2 separate regions of the Mus musculus genome follow, and region 1 is linked to region 2. The links are chromatin contacts, called in public Hi-C maps. All regions are on one chromosome and are shown on one strand. Each heading gives the region's core, a stretch centred on a gene start, on an enhancer-like site or on the middle of the called end of the contact. The rest is flanking DNA. Distances are from core to core; before and after follow the strand shown.

What was found. A called contact is a pair of places that touch in the nucleus more often than the background predicts.
Region 1: a Hi-C map of cortical neurons shows a contact between it and region 2, with 4 times the contacts expected there. The contact joins two enhancer-like sites. A contact is called at or near these places in 2 of 484 Hi-C or Micro-C datasets (bone marrow-derived macrophages and cortical neurons) and 1 of 9 other capture datasets (embryonic stem cells).

The regions. Positions count from the first base shown.
Region 1 is chr14:66,930,294-66,933,829 of GRCm38.p6, reverse strand. No RefSeq gene overlaps it. Among named protein-coding and RNA genes, the nearest start is that of Pnma2, 21 kb to the right of the region's middle. Within about 2 kb of position 1,514, at least 39 of the 459 cell types and tissues checked have an H3K27ac peak or open chromatin away from gene starts, as enhancers often do. A contact at or near this core is called in cortical neurons, where this site is marked.
Region 2 is chr14:66,376,835-66,380,699 of GRCm38.p6, reverse strand. No RefSeq gene overlaps it. Among named protein-coding and RNA genes, the nearest start is that of Stmn4, 34 kb to the right of the region's middle. Within about 2 kb of position 2,134, at least 47 of the 459 cell types and tissues checked have an H3K27ac peak or open chromatin away from gene starts, as enhancers often do. A contact at or near this core is called in cortical neurons, where this site is marked.

The sequences.
Region 1 (3,536 bases), core at 265-2,764, 550 kb before region 2:
GGACAAAGTATCTGACAAAAGAGTCTATTTTGGATCATGCTTTGAGGGGACAATAGTCAATCATGGAGGGGACATCATGTCAGTGGGGCTTGAGGTAGCTGGTGTCATTGTGTCTGTAGAGGAAGCAAACAGAGATGACTGCTCAGCTTGCTATCTCCTCTATTGATTAGGGAGCATAGTGCATGCAATGGTGTAGCCTGTACTTAGAGTGGATCTCCCAACCCCATTCAACTGGATTCAGATAATTTCCACAACATGAGTGTTGTGGCTCACAGTGCAGTGAGAGGGAGTGCGGTTTCCTCTCTGGCACCACCTTAATTTCCTTGGGGCATCACTCAGTAGTAGGGCTGATGGGTAGGTGGATCGGGTGCATATTTATTTGGGTATTAGGGGTAGAACCCAGGCCTTGTGCGTGCTAGGCAAGAATTCAACCAGTGAACCATGCCCCCAGCCTGGGGGACCCTCCAGTCTGTTAGCCAAGGATGGCTATAGAGGTTTACAAACCCACCCAGAATAGACTGGTACAACAGGTCATGTACTTTCTCCACATTCTTACCCAGAATTATTTTTTGAATAGTAGGCTGTCCTTACAGTTATAGGCCGGTATTTCATTGTGGCTTCTTTTAGACGTTCTTTACTTTTTAATTATGTGCACATGTGAGCACAGGTGCTTTCAGAGTCTGCCGAGAACATCAGATCCTTGGAGCTGGAGTTACAGGTGGTTGTGAGCTGCCTAACATGGGTGCTGGAAAGTAAACAAGGGTTTTCTGGAAGAGCAACTTCTTTACTGTTGAGCCATCTTGCCAACCCCTTCATTTTCCTGAGGATGAATGACATAGAACACCCTTCATCTGTTGGTTCACCATTTGTCTGTCTTTTAAATAATGTCTGTTACCATTTTATTTTTATTTTTATTTTTTTTAAAGATTTATTTATTATATGTATATGAGTACACTGTAGCTGTCTTCAGATACCCCAGAAGAGGGCATCAGATCCCATTACAGATGGTTGTGAGCCATCATGTGGCTGCTGGGAATTGAACTCAGGACCTCTGGAAGAGCAGTCAGTGCTCTTAACCGCTGAGCCATCTCTCCAGCCCCTGTTCCCAATTTAAAATCAGGTAAAATTTTCCTTTTTTTAAAATTTCATTTTCTGAGTCATATATATATTTTTTTCTATTTTTACCCCACCCCCTTATATATTTTTATTATCAACCCTGGACCAATCCTTTCCTCAAAGGGATATGTGAACAATGAATGGGCATACACGTCTGCCATCCTGATCTGGTCCCAGGTAAAGTCCTAGGCCCTCAGCGATGAATGTCTGGGGTCTAGTTAGCCTCTGCACGGGGCTCAGTCGACACTGCCTGCTGGCTTCATTTCCTGTTTGTCTTGCTTCCCCAGTCAGCTTGCTGGCCCTCCAAATGTACAGACCTTGCCTGGCTTTAGCATAGCAACAGAGCCTAGCACAGGGCTGAGAACGGAGGCAGGCCTTGGGAACGCTTTCTGGGTTAGGGAGGAGGCTTCTCTCAGCCCTTTCATCGTGGGTGCTATGTGACCCCCACAAGCCCCTGAGCATTGCAGTTGGAAGCGGCCAGCTCACCCTCGGGGTGAACTTCTAGCAGATGAGAGATTTCCTCCCCTCCCCCATCTCCAATTGCTGTTCATGTCACAAACTGAAGACAAAGCCACGTTTAGCAAATTCCGCAGTCCCACTCTTGACACCTCCCGCACAGAAAAGCATTTGACAACTGGTTCCTATGGTAACGGGCTTTCTTTGAAATAATTTCTTGTTCGCTGTGCCAGCCCCCCACCTTGCTCTTCTTGAGAGTAAATGGCCATCGTTGAAAATGTGGCAAGGAGAGAATATTCCGCCAGCAAAGCCAGTGGTGGGGGCAGGCATGGGGACTCTGACTGGCCCTTTCTCTAGCTCACGCAGGTTACTGTCCTCAGAGCTAAGCTGGTGATTGCTCAGCAATGGGTTAAAGTCTACCAAAAGTGAAGTCTCCAGAAAGCTGACAGCAGCATTAACACGCACTATTTAGAGCAACACGGAAGTGTGGTGCACTCTAATTTTGGAGAAGAGCCATTTTCGCACGTTCTGAGCAACAGTGCCTGTCCTGGAAGCTGATGGCTCCCTCTTCCTGTTGCTTGTCAGCCTCAGCGCACAGGCAAGGTTCTTTTCTTCATACGGGAGTTGACCTTGCCCCTCATCTTTGTTTCCATGGTGCCAAGCAGCAGAAGACCAAACTTAAATTCTGCTATGGACTGAATTGCGTTAACCCCAAATTCCTGTGTCACCTAGTGCAACTGCATATGACTGTGTGGCGATCAGGGGTTTGAAGAGGTGATTAAGATACGCTGAGACTGATAGGGTGAGCCCTAATCCAGTATGACGAGGGACCTCAGAAGAGAAGATCAGAACACACAGAGGCACTGGGGACATGGGAGCACAGAGGAGAGGACAGCTGCCTTGAGAGAGATCCTGTAACGTCGTGTTTCAGGTCAGGCAGAGGCTGCAGCCCAGTTGGTAGAGTGCTCACCTGGCATGCTCCAAGCCCTCCAGCACTACACAAAAGCAGGCGTGGGATGCACACCAGTAATCCCAACACTTGGAAGCTGGAGGCAGGAGGATCAGAAGTTCAAGGTTATTCCTCGGCTATATAGCAAGTTCGAGGCCAGCATGGGCTGCCTGAATGCTATCTAGGTTTTTCTTTTTCTTTTTTTCAAGCTAGACTGTAAAAAAAAACCACAAACATTTATGTATTCTTAAGCTTTCATAGGCTGCAAAGTCCAAGATCAAGGTGCTGGCTGATTGAGTGATCAGTGAAGATGCTCTTTTTGGTACATAGATGGCATCTTCCCATGGTGTCCCCCAGATGACAGAAGGGCCAATGGTGCTCTCTTGGGCTTTTTTAATAAAGGACACTAATCAAATCTATGACTGCTCTATCTTCATGACTTTGTCACCTCCCAAGGGCCCCACATTCAAATTAATGCCATCATGCTGCATGTTTGAATAGAAGAATGAGTGAATGGATTTTCCTTCCTTTCTCCTCCTCTCCCTCTTCCTCCTTTTCTTTTGGGATATGGTCTTAAGTAGCCTGGGCTGACCTTTAACTTGCTACATACTCTAGGCCCTTGAATTCCTCATCCTTCTTCCTGCAGCTCCCACTGGAGCTTACAGGAATGTGCTACCATACTGATCCTTAGACTTCAACATAGATGTCTACATTGGGCAGAGGCTCAAACGTTTAGTCTATGACAATGGACGGTGAAGAGAGCAGTCACAGCAGAAAGCAACTCTGCTGACCCCTTATCTTGGGCTTCTAGCCTCCAGAATTGTAGGAAAATAAATGCTTCGTGTGGAAGGCCCTCAGCAACATTTTGTTACATCGGTCCAAAGGAATTAATACAGCCTTCCCAGGAACCCCGGTCTCCATTTGTCAGACCAGCGTGTGGTATTGTGTCTGTGGTCTTTCTCCTTTTGATTCCCTCTGAGGAATGGACAGTCTCCACCAGGCACTGGGAGAACCC
Region 2 (3,865 bases), core at 885-3,384:
ATAAACTTGGAATAGCTGAATATGGAGGTCATTGATTTTCATGTAGGTTGTTAATTAAAGCCGTTAATTTGATCCACTAAGTATTTAAAAGAGCAGCTCATTGATTATCAGTGAAATCTAAGACAAACTGTCATGGGTAATGAAAAGATCCTAAGTAGACGGCAATTGCCAGCTTTTAAAATAACTGGAGGTTTGATCGAAAGGAACCCATGAGTGTAAAATTGACTGAAGGGGTTTTTAAAAAATATGAATAAATGCCAATACAAGTTCAGCCCACACAACAGAAGCGGGACAAGTTGGTAACGGAGTAAACGCTTGGAACAACAGCAGGCAGTGTTTATTGTCAATTTGACAGTCTAAAGTCACCTGGAAGATGGGCGTGCTATGGAGATTATCTTTATTGCATGGGGCAGGAAGACACGCCCACAGGGGGTGGGGCCATTCTCTGACTGAAATCTGAGACTGTAAGCAAGGAAGAAGTGTGCTGAGCAGTGGCACCTATGCCTTCGGTCCTTCCCCTCTGCTTTGGACTATGACTACTAATGTGACTATCAAACTCAAGTTCCGGCCTTCCAGACTTCCCTGCAGTGATAGGCCACGATCTGGAGGTGAGGGCTAAAACAGACCCTACTTCCTTAAACTGCTTTGCTGGGGTATTTTATCACAGCAACGGGAAAGGGAACTAACACAAATGGTAAATAGAACAGTGGCTGTTGTGGAAGACCGTAGGGGTTGGCCAGAGCCAGGGACCCTCCCCTTTTGACTAATTATGTACCTCCCATGGAAGAAACAAGCTGATCCTCTCCTCCTAGGTCTCCTCCTCCTCTTCTTCCTCCTCCTCTTCCTCTTCCTCCTCCTCCTCCTCTTCCTCTCCCTCCTCCTCCTCTTCCTCTTCCCTCTTCCTCTTCCTCCTCCTCCTCTTCCCTCTTCCTCTTCCTCTTCCTCCTCCTCCTCTTCCTCCTCCTTATTTCTTTTGAGGATAATTTGATTCTTGTACAAATATTGCTGCCTTTGTTTGACTTTGGATTTGGACAAACCTAGAGTCAAAAAATGTCCCCTTATTTATACTTTACAAGTTGTCCCATATGAGGCAAGGCACCTCCAGCCTTCATCTCTTCTTGGTAAAATGGGGCTGGTAAAACCCATCTAGTGGGCTTTAAGGCTTAAACTTAATCAAGGATTCAATAAATAGCAAAGTGACTGACAAGGAGCTGGACACTTGGTTACTGTTGCCTGTCTTTTAAATGTTCCTGCTCCTCTCATGGTCCCCTAGCAATAAAATCCAGTGGCCTTCCGGAGTGTAAAGAGGGGTAAGTCACAGGAAACGCCTTCAACATTTGGAGTGGGTCTAAAACATTATCAGCCTAGCCAAGAGTGTCAACTGGTGCATTCCTAAAGCTGTTGGCAGCCACTGCCCTAGTGGACTAGGGCAATTGTTCTTTCCACAGTTTGAGAGGACCAGACCTCCCTTTTCACAATGAAGTGCAGGGAGGGTGACTCCCCTCCCCCACCCGAGAGGCAGTATGTGTGAGCAAATTCTCAGTCCTTTTTTTTGTTGTTGTTTTTAAAAATCTCTTTTAATAAGTTCTGTTTTATGATCAATCACAAGTAGGTTATTCATGGGAGAGGAGGTGCCTCTCTGGGGAAAATACACTAGCAGAAGATTGAATTTAAAGCATCAGAAACGATGTGACAAGATGTAAAATAATACTATGCTAACCTACAAATGACTTATTAATGCTGTGGGCCATGTCTGGGGCGTGGCCTCATTTACCCAATAAAATTTATGGATGGATAAAGACATTAACAATGAATAATTTCAGTCTGTGGTATCCATGGATACATAGCTCAATTGGAAACCATTTCTTAGGAGTTCATAGGCAGCCATTAATAACCATTGAGTCTTGGCCACACAGCCTTTGACAGGCTAGCTTATCAGAGCTCCACGCCTTGCTGGAGAGACTTATGTGAGCGCAAGGCTACAAGGAAACCTACACTTAATGAATGTCTATTAACGTCTTGAGGAGAAGATGAGGAGTGATTAGCTGAGAGAGTTAATGAATTGTCTGTTTAAGTGGGTTTACGAGGCAAATGAGCGTGTGGAGGTGAAATAGGACATCCAAAGACGTTCTGGCTCAAGTACACTGTGAACCTCTAAAGCATGAGCATGCAATATTTCCCGAGCTTGTCAGATGAATGGAGCCTTTCTTCTCAGAGAATTTTAATGAAAACCACATTGAGAAATGTGGGGAATGGAGATAAAACATACAGAAAATGTAAACAAGTCAGATAAATATGGTGCACTTGTGTGCATGCATACAAATTGTGTGTGTGTGTGTGTGTGTGTGTGTGTGTGTTTCTCTCAACAGGATACTTTTATCCCATAAATAACAACAGCAGCAGAATAGCTTCCTAAGCAGGCTGCACCATACAGCATTTGCATGACCTCAGTTTGCCTGCCATTACCATCAAAGGAAGAAGCAATCCGATAGCTCATTGGCATCAGCTCTTGCAAAGCTATAAACATCCCAAGACCCCTCGTCACCATGGCAACCTTATCCCTAATTACCAACTGTAACAGCTATGGTTGCAGTCGCCTCTTTTGTGCAAATTTGTCCTGGAGAATTCTGGGCGGTTCCCGTAGTAGAAACAGTACGAACGCCACCTGCTGGTCATATTCCTGTACTGCGCTAGCTCCCTGTGATCTCTGGGGTCCAAAGTCAAAGCCAAGAAAATAAAGCAAGATGAACAATCATCAACTCCAGAAAAGGGGTTCAGGGAGTGGGGGAGGTTTGGGGGAACGAGGGGTCACGAGGGAAAGTGACTGTGTGTAATTTTTACAAAAATAAACTTCCGTTCTTATCTTAATAAAAGTAAGGGTCCTGGAAACAGTGACAAATCTTCAAAGCATGATAGAAAGCTGAGATGGGAACATAAAAATTTGAATGTGAAAACACATGTGTTTGATATTAAGAAATGTATTGGAGTCCGTGTGAACTCCTAGCAGAGACCTGCTTTAAGTGCATTAAATACTGTCAACTTGCTTTAAGATGGCAGTGTAGAAGCTGGGGAGACCCTCACCTGCAACCCCTGCACTTGAGAGGCTGAGACAGGGAGGAACTGGCATTGAAAGCCACCTGATGAGTGAGATGCAGATAAGCCTGTGAGATGTAGCAAGACCCTACTGCATAAACTTAAATGGCAAAATGTGTCTAGAAAACTGCTAAGTGTGATTATCAGATATGAAGATACACCAGACTGTCACAGACCAGCTTAGGGAAATTAAAAATCGGAGCCCTGGGGTGGTGGGGAGGAATGCCCATAAATTCCCCTGGATGCTTATTCGCTTAGGATAAAGTCCTATCATCTATCGAAAAATGATACTATTAACATATGTTCTCTTTATTTTGTTATTATTCTTTCTCCTGTTTCCTCTGTAGTAAAAACATTTCTGAATTTGTATTACACAATGGTTAAAATTGGTTTTTTCTATGTTGATTCCTATGCATGTCAGAATTCTGATGTGCAGCATTCTCTAATGTCAGTATTTCTGTGTTTCTTTCTTCCTCCTCTCAGCCCACATTGTGTCTTAGTTCTTGTTACCCTTGTCTTTGATTTGCTTCATGGCTTCTTGAATTTCCACCGCAGAATCTATTGACATTGGTTTTCTTTTCCTTTTATATGAAAATTACCATTTCTCTCAGAGTAGCCCACCTGCCTGTGCAACTAAGTGTAATGAGAGCCATTATTTGGTGCTTTGATCTTTTTTCACGATTCTTATTGGTTTGGGCGGGGGGGGGGGGGGTTGGGGTTTAGAGGGACAAGGTCTCAGTCTGTCCCCGTGGCTGACCTAGAACTTGTGAAC